Regions from separate parts of the Ovis aries genome. Here region 1 is linked to region 2. The links are chromatin contacts, called in public Hi-C maps. All regions are on one chromosome and are shown on one strand. The core of a region is the stretch at or near the end of the contact, and the rest is flanking DNA. Distances in the headings are between cores, read along the strand shown.

What was found. A called contact is a pair of places that touch in the nucleus more often than the background predicts.
Region 1: a Hi-C map of hypothalamus shows a contact between it and region 2, with 3 times the contacts expected there. The contact joins two enhancer-like sites. A contact is called at or near these places in 4 of 16 Hi-C or Micro-C datasets (hypothalamus, muscle, skin fibroblasts and 1 more).

Annotation. Positions count from the first base shown.
Region 1 is chr11:62,061,290-62,066,332 of ARS-UI_Ramb_v3.0, reverse strand. The region is part of intron 5 of PRKCA (protein kinase C alpha); the gene reads right to left. Among named protein-coding and RNA genes, the nearest start is that of CACNG5, 86 kb to the left of the region's middle. Within about 2 kb of position 2,297, at least 2 of the 54 cell types and tissues checked have an H3K27ac peak or open chromatin away from gene starts, as enhancers often do. A contact at or near this core is called in hypothalamus, where this site is marked.
Region 2 is chr11:61,817,732-61,823,261 of ARS-UI_Ramb_v3.0, reverse strand. No RefSeq gene overlaps it. Among named protein-coding and RNA genes, the nearest start is that of APOH, 13 kb to the right of the region's middle. Within about 2 kb of position 1,296, at least 3 of the 54 cell types and tissues checked have an H3K27ac peak or open chromatin away from gene starts, as enhancers often do. A contact at or near this core is called in hypothalamus, where this site is marked.

The sequences.
Region 1 (5,043 bases), core at 1,048-3,547, 240 kb before region 2:
AAGCTCTATGAAGGGTGTGGGGATAAAACTTAAAAATAACCTTGGAACTGTGGCTTCCTTGATCATTTTTGAGGCTTGACTATCTTGCCCCTGCTATGTTAGTGCTTCTTTTCCTTTGATTTCGTCCTTGTCCAAGCTCCCTATAGGGTGGTAAAGCATTTTCCTACCAGGTCACAGGAGCGCTTCAGACGGGAAGGAGTGACGAAGGCCCTCTGTCCCGTGTGCTGCAAACTCCCTTTCGCTCTCACTCCCCAAGCTCCCAGCAACACAGAGCTCCAGGCTTCACGCTGCGTCTGCCAGGCATTTCCTTTTTGACTCCCTCCGTTTCTTTCACATTCAGAAAATCCTTGGCTTTCCTGAGATAAGCCAAATTTCACTTAAGTTTTCTTCAATTATCCTGTCTTTTTCTTTTTTTTAATATATTTAACTTTTAAATCCATCGGAAATTTATTTTGGTGTACAGTGTGAGCTTTCCTAATTTTTTTCTTCCAAATGTTTAGACAACTCTCCGAACCACATTCTGAAATGAGCCATCTTTCTCCAGTCACGTGGCTTCTGCTCTGTTGATCAGAGGCCTTTTCTCCTGTCATATTCGACTCTGCTAATCCTTGCAACAAGCCTGTATTTTTTTTTTTTTTGCCATGTGGCATCTAGTTCCCTGACCAGGGATTGAACCCGTGCCCTCTGCATTGGGAGCCCAGAGTGGTAACCACTGGGCTGCCAGAGGAGCCCCAGCCTGCACGTAAACTGCTGGAGACTTCCAGTACGTTGTGACACAGCCTTGGGTGTTCGGGGGCACTGAGGGCGATTCCTCTTCAGCTGCCCTTTCCCTGGTCACCGGGTAAATTTCCGTCCCTTATTCTCAGTGTTCACGGTTACTCAGAACAACAAGGTGATGGCTCAGAGAGGAACTCGATGAGGACCAGAACCTGATCAGGGACCCGCCTCCTCGAAAGGAGGGGTCAAGCCTGAGCCACTGGGCTGTGGGGCATGGAAGGCAGCCCCCTGCCCCTTCCCCAGCCACCCCCTCCATCTGATGACTTCCCCTCCATCTGGGCTGAAAATAGACTGAGCTGAGCTGAAAATAACCAAGGAGATTAAATTAAATTAAGTCGGGCCTGGCTCCCAGGCAGCTGCTAATAGAACCATAAGCACCGACACCAGTGCGGCAGAGATGGGGGCATTTATTGCTCCTGTCTCTCTCTTCACCCTGAAGCAGCCGAACCCGCGAGAGACCAGGCCCAGTGAAACCAGCCTCCTCTCCGTCACCTTTACCCAAGGCTCTGAGCAGGATTTGCTCTTGCTGGTTCATCCGGGGGAGCCCCATGTTCAGGAGGCCTTTGCAGGGCTCCCCCATCAGGAATTCGATGCTGAGCATCACCCGTGACACCTGCTTGGCCAGCGATGGTCCTGCCAGAAGGAGAGGGCCTTGCTGTCCACAGGGTGATCCCATCACCGGAGGGATTGATGATGCTCCCACACACTCCTGGTTCCCAGAAATGGTCTCAAAATGATGCTCTCAGGGACGTGTCCCTCAGGTGCTACTGGGGAGCTCGGACCAGTATTTGCCTCTGGAACACAAGAGCCTTAGGAGACAAAGGCCTTAGCAACGAGCCGTCTCCCCGAGGCCCTTCCATCTGTGCTACCACCACGATCTTTAATCTGAGAATACAAAGCCGAAGATAAACATTAGCTAGACTCCCCAGGTCAGGGCTACGAGCTTTTCACCCGGCAGAGCCTCTGGTCGCCTCCACCACAGTTAAAAAAACAACCCCGGATGCTCTCACTACCTTTGGGATCATTCTCTAACTTAGCCCATCTGTCAACACTTTGGAACTTCCCAAGGCGACCACATGCATCGAGCCTACTTGAGGCTAAATTAATTCCGAAAAAAAGGCAAGACTAGGGGCCAAGGATCTTGGATGGAAAACTTTTAATCCGGCAAAATAGCCAAGCTCTTTACACACCACTGAGCCGTGGCGCCTCCACCACCACCACCTCCGCACAGCAGTGAGGCACGCGGAGGTTAAGCGGGTGGGAGGCCAGAGAGCCAGCGCCCTCAGTCCAGAGACGCAGGCGGGAAGGGTCTGCCCCCACGGGGCTCTAGGAGGTGGGCATCTGAGGCCTAAGGGCTCGGGGAGGGCCAGGCGAGGGCAACTGCTGCCCGAGGGAAGTCGCCACGGTTTACGCACCAAGCAGGGGACACGTCCTTTTCCTGACCGTGGGGGGAGCCTGATGGGTTGACTCGCAGGGAAAATGTGCCTCGTTTTTCTTTCCCCGGCTGGAGGGAAGCCAGGTAGCTTGGTGTTTCTCGGAGAGAAGCTAAGACACGGAGCCATTGTTAGCATGTCTCCAGCTGTTTGCTCTCGCAGCTGGAACTCTCCATGAAAGCAAAGCTGCGGGAGTGAGAGGGGCAGAGCCGCCAGGACCTGGAGACCCACTCGGCCTGCAGACCGTGCTGCCAAGCAGCCCACAGTGCGGGCGAGGGGGCTTCGTCCGGGTCTCAGCCCCAAGCACAAGTCTCCGTGCTTCCTGGGAGACTCGTCCTGCATCCTAAGGGGGCCGACTCAGCGGGTACCAGCATCACAGGGTCTCCTATCCTAAGGGGGCCGACTCAGAGGGTACCAGCGTCACAGGGTCTCCTCTCCATCAGGACCACGGACACACGGCCCGGAGCGCTGCTCTGTGCTGCTGCTGCTGCTCAGTCGCTCCAGTCGTGTCCGACTCTGTGCGACCCCATAGACGGCAGCTCACCAGGCTCCCCGGTCCCTGGGATTCTCCAGGCAAGAACACTGGAGTGGGCTGCCATTTCCTTCTCCAATGCATGAAAGAGAAAAGTGAAAGTGAAGTCGCTCAGTTGTGTCCGACTCTTCGAGACCCCATGGACTGCAGCCCACCAAGCTCCCCCGTCCCTGGGGTTCTCCAGCCAAGAGGACTGGAGTGGGTGCCACCGCCTTCTCCACGCTGCTCCATGGCTGCTGAATAAAAGGGGTGATCAAAGTGCCAGGTGGCAGGGTTGGACAAACATGGCTGAGTCCAAACATTTTCTTTATCCTTGACTGTCCCTGGAGACCAGCCAGGCTGGGAATACGTTCATTTGTTCCAAAGGGACTTGTGAGTCATGAACAGGTTTCATATTGAAGCCTAGACATCGTCTCTGCTCTTCAGTGATTTCACACACAGGCAACAAGATCAAAGGAAAAGGCCTCAAAGCCCAAGACCCTGTTCTCACCCCCATCCCACCCCCGACCACCCTTCTGCACGACCCTGGCTGGTGAAGCGTGGTGCTACCTGTCACTCTGTTTGCTCAGCATCACCCCCTTTCCCACACACATCAACTGCCCTCCGATAAGCCCCGCCCGGCAGCCAGGGTCCAGGGCACAGAGGGGGCACTTAACCTACCACGAGCCAACACAGCCTTCCCTGGGCCCCGCGGATTCACGCTCGACGCCGCAGGAGAGACGGAGCTGTCAGAGGCAGACACGGGGCCACGGTTCCCGCAGAGCGGAAGCAGCCTAGCTTGCCATGAAAGACAGAAGCAGCTGGGGAAGGGCGGGCGAGCAGGGCCCGCCTCTGCCTCCGGCGTCCCCGGGGTCCCAGGGCGCCCCCGCCTACGAGCTACGCAAGAGACCCAGTTTCTCGGGGGAAATCTCTTTTTTCTAAGAGTGGGTTGGAATTGAGTTTTGTCCGTCACAACCCCAAACCCCACCGAATAGTCCCACTCCCTCTCTAAGCCTTGGTTTTCATAAACATAACAGAAAAGGGCTGGACCACGTCCGTGCCTTTCAAACTCTGCTCCTCGGAGCCTCTGCCCGGGCCGCGGGGGTGGTGGGGGGACCCTCCTCTCCTCTTCGACCCAAGCACTTCTGTTAGTGGGAACGTCCGCCACTGCAACCAAGACACCCCTTGAAGGCATCTGCTGCTCAGACTCGGCTGGGGCTGTTCTCACTGTCGTTCAGCCGCTAAGTCGGGCCAGTGCTTTGCGACCCCGTGGACTGCAGCACCCCAGGCTTCCCAGTCCTTCACCATTTCCTTGAGCTTGCTCGAACTCATGTCCGTTGAGTCAGTGACGCCATCCAACCATCCCACTCTGTGTCGTCCCCTTCACCTCCAGCCCTCAATCTTTCCCAGCATCGGGGTCTTTACCAGTGAGTCAGCTCTTTGCATCAGATTACCTTTATGATCCTGGAAACATAAGTTCCTGTATCCTTCCTTAATGGAGTGTTACTCATTTGATGTATGCCGAGGAATTTTTCTTTTTCAAAAACAAACTGGAATCCTTCAGGAGCTTGAGGTTCCGAGCATCACCAAGGGTCCCCGTCTCTCGGGGTGGGGGCTGAGGGGGCGTCTGGGGTCGGGCAGGGAGGTGGCGTGTGAGTAGGAGGTCGTGAGGCTGCACAGGCTGACGGGAACCCACTGGCACACGCTCCCTCTGGGCTTCTGGGCTCCCCTGTGTGTGGTCGCCCAGGCTGCCCGTGAGATGCGAGGGGACAGCCAAAACGATGCCCGTGTCCTGCAGCCCTAGTCCCAGCCCATGGACACCCAGCTGCAGAGAGACTTCCCCAAGGGGAAGAGCTGCCAGTGAGCGAGTTTTCCAGAACAAGAGACCCCCGACCCCCCACCCCACCCCGGCTGTTCAGCAAAGCCTGCGTTTCCTTCCATGACATCCCGGCCCAGCGGGTCTAAGCTGGTGAAGCCACACTTCCTCTCCATGACTTTCCCCACTTTCAGCAACCCACCTCGGAAACTTCTATAGGAAGTTTGCCTTGCATCTGCTCTCGCTTCATTATTCTGGGGAAAGAATGCCTGCTTTGATTTTAAAAGGGACCCTGACTGTCTTTAATTAACCATAAACCCTGCGCTAATTGCCCCGGAGGGTGGGTGGCAGCCACAGGCGCTGTTCTTCTTGGGAAGGCGGGTCCCTGGGCGCTCTGGGAGCGAGCTTCCCGCAGGTGGCCCTGCCCCGCGCTATTCTACAGGGATGTTTTAGGACAACCCCAGGAGCCAAATCACAGCCTTCTCAGGCAATCTGCGTTCTTTCCC
Region 2 (5,530 bases), core at 47-2,546:
GGCACCTGTCTGTCCAACCATCTTCCCAGGCCATTCTGGAGCTCAGCCAGGCTCGGGCCAGAGATGCTCAAGCTGCCCACTTCCTAACCACAGAAGAGAGCCAGTCAGGTGCCTCTGGGAAGAGTCTGGTTCCAGTGTCCAGGCGCCCACAGAGCTGGAATGCCTCTGAAGACTGGTGTTCTGTCCTGAAAGCAAGGGCGAGGGGCTCAGAGACAGGTTCTGGAGTCAGAGTGCCTGTGTCTGAATCCCAGCTCTATGTCAGAGCAGCCGCAAGGTGCTTAACATCCGAGAGCCTCAGTTTCTGCATCTGAGAAAGGGGGACATACAGTGTCCTAGAATTGCGAGGATTACGCGAGGTGTGGAGCGCACCGAGCACCATGCCTGGCGCGCAGGGGGACTGAGCGCCAGGATTAATACGCAGGTGGGGCTGCGACTGTGGTGCAGGGGGCGTGGGCCACGACGATACCCGGTCCGGGAGGAGCAACGAAGCCGGCGCACCGCACGCGCTGAGCCTGCGCTCCACAGCGAGACGCCTGAGCACCGCAACCCGAGAGAGCCCGGGCGCAGCACCGAAGGCCCAGCGCAGCCACAGATAGAGAACTAATAATTCTTTTAAAAGAGCAGTTTGAACAGGAGTTGCTGGTGGAGCGAGCGCCCCTCCGTGTCCACCCCTTCCCGCCGCATCCCAGCCCTCCCCACCGCACCCCGCCCCTCCCCAGATCAGCCTTGTTTCCCGGGGAGCCCACCGCCAGGCGAGCCGCTTGAACTGCGGCTCTGTCAGCCGCGCCTTCGGGAGGCTTGTCCCAGGGAGCTGAGCGAGAGCGCGTCGCAGGCCGGCGCCACTCGCGCCGGAGCCACCGCGCCTGCTGCGCCCCCCGCCGCGCGCTGCCCGGCTTCAGATCAGGCGCTCCTGGATCGCTGTCCCGCCGCCTCGGTCTGACTACAGGGGAGCCAGTAAGGAGCCCAGACTGATGGGCCATCAGGAGGAAGCATTCTTCCCTTTCCCCCAGTGAGACTTCACTGACTCCCCGGCCGAGCTGTGAATTATCCTGGTCTTGTTAGCAGCGCTGGCTTCCCGTTGGCTGGCCTACTCGGCGCGAGCAGGACGCTCCTGGGGAGAGGACCCTCACCTGCACACCTTGGTCCTATTTCTCTGGAATTCCAGACTCCGATAGCTGATCGCCTAGCTCACCGTCTTTCTGTAACTAATTCAGTGAGCAAAACAAACAAGCCCAGGCTAGGACTGTTGCCACGGCAACAAGCAAGTCTGCTCAGGGACTGATCCGCAGTTGCCTCGGCGACTGAGAGGGTGTTTGCAGTCTCTTCTAGAGCAGTCTCTTCTAGAGCAGTCTCTTGGGTGTGTGTGTGTGTGTGAGAGAGAGAGAGAGAGACAGAGGATGAAGGGATGGGTCAGCTCCTTCAGGATTCTCACCTGTCGTTTCAGAGACTTACATCTGCGTGTTGGGCCTCCTCTGCGTATCAGATTCAAGGCTCCTCTTGGTCTGTCCGGGGACGTCTAGGGCTGGGTGCAGCAAGGGCTCCTTTAGCAATAAAAACAGGGCAACAGGAGAGGCGGGCGCGGGAGTCCAAGGTCAGCTTGGTTTGTGGCGACGGTGGCTGTGAGAAACGCAAGACTCCATGTGGAAGAATTTCAGGAGGTGACGAGTTCAGCGCAACGTGGGTGCACCTAAGTCTGCTGGGCTACGCACTTAAAAGTGGTCAAGACGACGCACGGGTTATGTGTGCGCATTCTACCGTAATCTTAAAAATAAGCAGAAATTTATAGAAAAATTTTTAAAAATTGCATGACTGACCCATACCTGGCCCCTTTTGGTGCCTCGAGAGCGAAAGCCTTTCTCCCTGGAACTGTTTCTTATGCAGAGTTCTCAGAAGTGCCCTTCATCGCTCACTGCATGCAACCCACCATTATGACACGACGCGTTCAAACCATTTGGGAGTGTTGACCCTTACACGCAAGAGCCCCAGACCGTCCACATTTTCACCCATTTTTTCTCTCTTTTTTATTGTTTGAATTATGAAAGCATGATAACACATTTACAGGAGACTTGGAAAGCACAGCACAGCTACGTAGAGTCCCACTATGCATTGCGACTATTTTTAAGTAGATAAATTGTGAGTTTTTAGTTGGAGTTTCAATATCAAACTCTCAAAAATTAACAGAATGAACATTCAGAAAAGTAGATGGATATAGTAGACCTGAAAAGTAGCATGAACCAATTCAACATAAGATTTATACAATATTTACACAACCGTAGGATACAAATTCTAGTCAAGTTTTCATAGACTATAAGCTAGGAGACACTGGAACATAGCCAGAGACATAAAACAAGGGGCAAACATTTCATTCACACATTTAAAACAATTTGCTCACGCCATGTGACCTGTGAGGTCTTAGTCCCCAGACCAGGGATGGAAGTAAGACCTCGGCCGAGAAAGCACCAAGTGCTAACCACTGGACCACCGGGGAGGTCTCAACTCCCCATCTGTGTAGCTAGCTTGCGTAGCTCTCTCTGATCATAAAGTAATACAATGAAAAAATGTTTTCTAAGTTTTAGAAAAGGCAGAGGAACCAGAGATCAAATTGCCAACATCCGCTGGATCATCGAAAAGCAAGAGAGTTCCAGAAAAACATCTATTTCTGCTTTATGGACTATGCCAAAGCCTTTGACTGTGTGGATCACAATAAACTGTGGAAAATTCTGAAAGAGATGGGAATACAGACCACCTGACCTGCCTCTTGAGAAATCTGTATGCAGGTCAGGAAGCAACAGTTAGAACTGGACATGGAACAACAGACTGGTTCCAAATAGGAAAAGGAGTACATCAAGGCTGTATATTGTCACCCTGCTTATTTAACTTCTATGCAGAGTACATCATGAGAAACGCTGGGCTGGATGAAGCACAAGCTGGAATCAAGATTGCCGGGAGAAATATCAGTCACCTCAGATATGCAGATGACACCACCCTTATGGCAGAAAGTGAAGAGGAACTAAAAGCCTCTTGATGAAAGTGAAAGAAGAGAGTGAAAAAGTTGGCTTAAAGCTCAACATTCAGAAAACGAAGATCACGGCATCTAGTCCCATCACTTCATGGGAAATAGATGGGGAAATAGTGGAAACAGTGTCAGACTTTATTTTGGGGGGCTCCAAAATCACTGCAGATGGTGATTGAAGTCATGAAATTAAAAGATGCTTACTCCTTGAAAGGAAAGTTATGACCAACCTAGATAGCATATTCAAAAGCAGAGACGTTACTTTGCCGACTAAGATCCATCTAGTCAAGGCTATGGTTTTTCCAGTAGTCATGTACGGATGTGAGAGTTGGACTGTGAAGAAGGCTGAGCGCTGAAGAATTGATGCTTTTGAGCTGTGGTGTTGGAGAAGACTCTTGAGAGTCCCTTGGACTGCAAGGAGATCCAACCAGTCCATTCTAAAGGAGATCAGTCCTGGGTGTTCGTTGGAAGGAATGATGCTGAAGCTGAAACTCCAGTACTTTGGCCACCTTATGGCCAAAGTTGACTCATTGGAAAAGACTGATGCTGGGAGGGATTGGGGGCAGGAGGAGAAGAGGACAACAGAGGATGAGATGGCTGGATGGCATCACTGACTTGATGGATGTGAGTCTGAGTGAACTCTGGGAGTTGGTGATGGACAGGGAGGCCTGGCGTGCTGCGATTCATGGAGTCACAAAGAGTTGGACACAACTGAGCTACTGAACTGAACTGCAGTTCCTTTTGAATAGTTTGCACTGTTTCCTCCAGACTTGGTCCATCTGTTGCTTTCGGTAGTCAGCCCCTAGCAGCATCTCTCTCATTTCTTACCTTAGATCTGAGAAACCATACCGTCCAGCTTACTAGAATTGTGTGAAGAGTAGCTTCAGGATAGATGAGCACTTGGCCCACCAATACTGCTATCAGAAGTTTCTAGAAGATAATAGAAGGAGCTGTAGGCTGCGGAACCAGACACGTGCGTGCGTGTGTGTGTCTGTCAGTCACTCCGTCGTATCTGACTCTTTGCGACCCCGTGGACTGTAGCCCACCAGGCTCCTCTGTCCATGGGATTCTCCAGGCCAGAACACTGGAGTGGGCTGCCATTTCCTTTTCCAGGGGATCTTCCCAGCCCAGGGAATGAACCCACCTCTTCTGCATGGGCAGGCAGGCTCTTTACCACTGTGCCACCTGGCAAGCCCAAGTTGCATTCACTGGAACAAGTCTTGTGACTTCTCTGGGCCGTGACTCCCTAGTCTAGGTCTGAGATAAACGACACGTGACGGATGGTCACCAGTCTTAGCTTTCCTTTCCAGGCTGGGTGTCTTTCTGTTCAGTTTAAGGACCTTAGTGTCCTAGGAAACTACTACAGCTAGATGATTTTGTCCCTAAAACTAGGCGCATCTCTTCTTAAGGCACTTTACAAATAAAACCTCTGTCATTTGCTCAGGAGGAGTAGAAATCGAGCTTATAATAGGGTGTCAATACAGGTCCTGTGTAGGCAGCCCAGGAAAACCGTTTCACTGCAGCTTAGAGAATGTTGTACAGGCGGGCACATACAGCTGGTGAGTACGTTTTCCATATTTGTGGGCAGTGGGCTGGGGCCTGGGGCAGTTATCTGTATAAATGAGGCTTCCCTGATAGCTCAGCTGGTAAAGAACCCACCTGCAGTGTGGAGACCCCAGTTCAATTCCTGGGTGGGGAAGATCCCCTGGAGAAGGGATAGGCGACCCACTCCAGTATTCTTGCCTGGAGAATCGCATGGACGGAGCGGCCTGGCGGGCTATAGCCCGTGGGGTTGTAAACAGTCGGACACAACTGAGCAGCTAAGCACAGCACAGTACCTCTATCTGAACTCCCGTCTCAGATCGTGCTCATCAGTTGCCAAGCAGGCACCACTCTAATTGAAGGTATTCTGCTCAAATGACACCCTCTCCAGGAAAAAGTAAAAAATATTTCTGCTGTGAAATTGGTTTGCTGGTGTTCTGCCAAATGGAAGCCTTATCATAGTAAATATATCAACTTTAATTATTCACTTCTGTTTGCTCGAAGAAATACTCTTCTGTGACATACATATGTTCCTAGACTCCCTTGTTGCAGAAACATGAACGAAATAAGTGACTTTCACACATAAGTGTCGCTGGAAGAGTTTGGATTGCTGACTGGTGTTCTCTATTCCTTTCGCACATTTTCATTCTGCTGGAGAAAAGGTGGTGTCTGGGTAATGGGGAAGAACTGTGGACCAATGATGAAGATCTTTTCAGGGTGCTTTCAAGTAAAGGGGGGAAAGGGCGCAGGCTGCCATCTGCTATTACTGATGAACCAAGACACCTCTACCCACAGCAGTTCAGCAAGGCACCACTGGTTGGCCACGTGCACGCCCTGAGTCTGAATCAAAAACGAGGCTTCAGGTCTTTGCAGCTTGTCTGCGAGTCACCGCGGCAGACACGTCAGGGCCTGTTCCGCCATCTGGTGTTCACGGAAGGAAAGGTCCACCGAGCCGAGTTGAAACTGCCAGCGCTC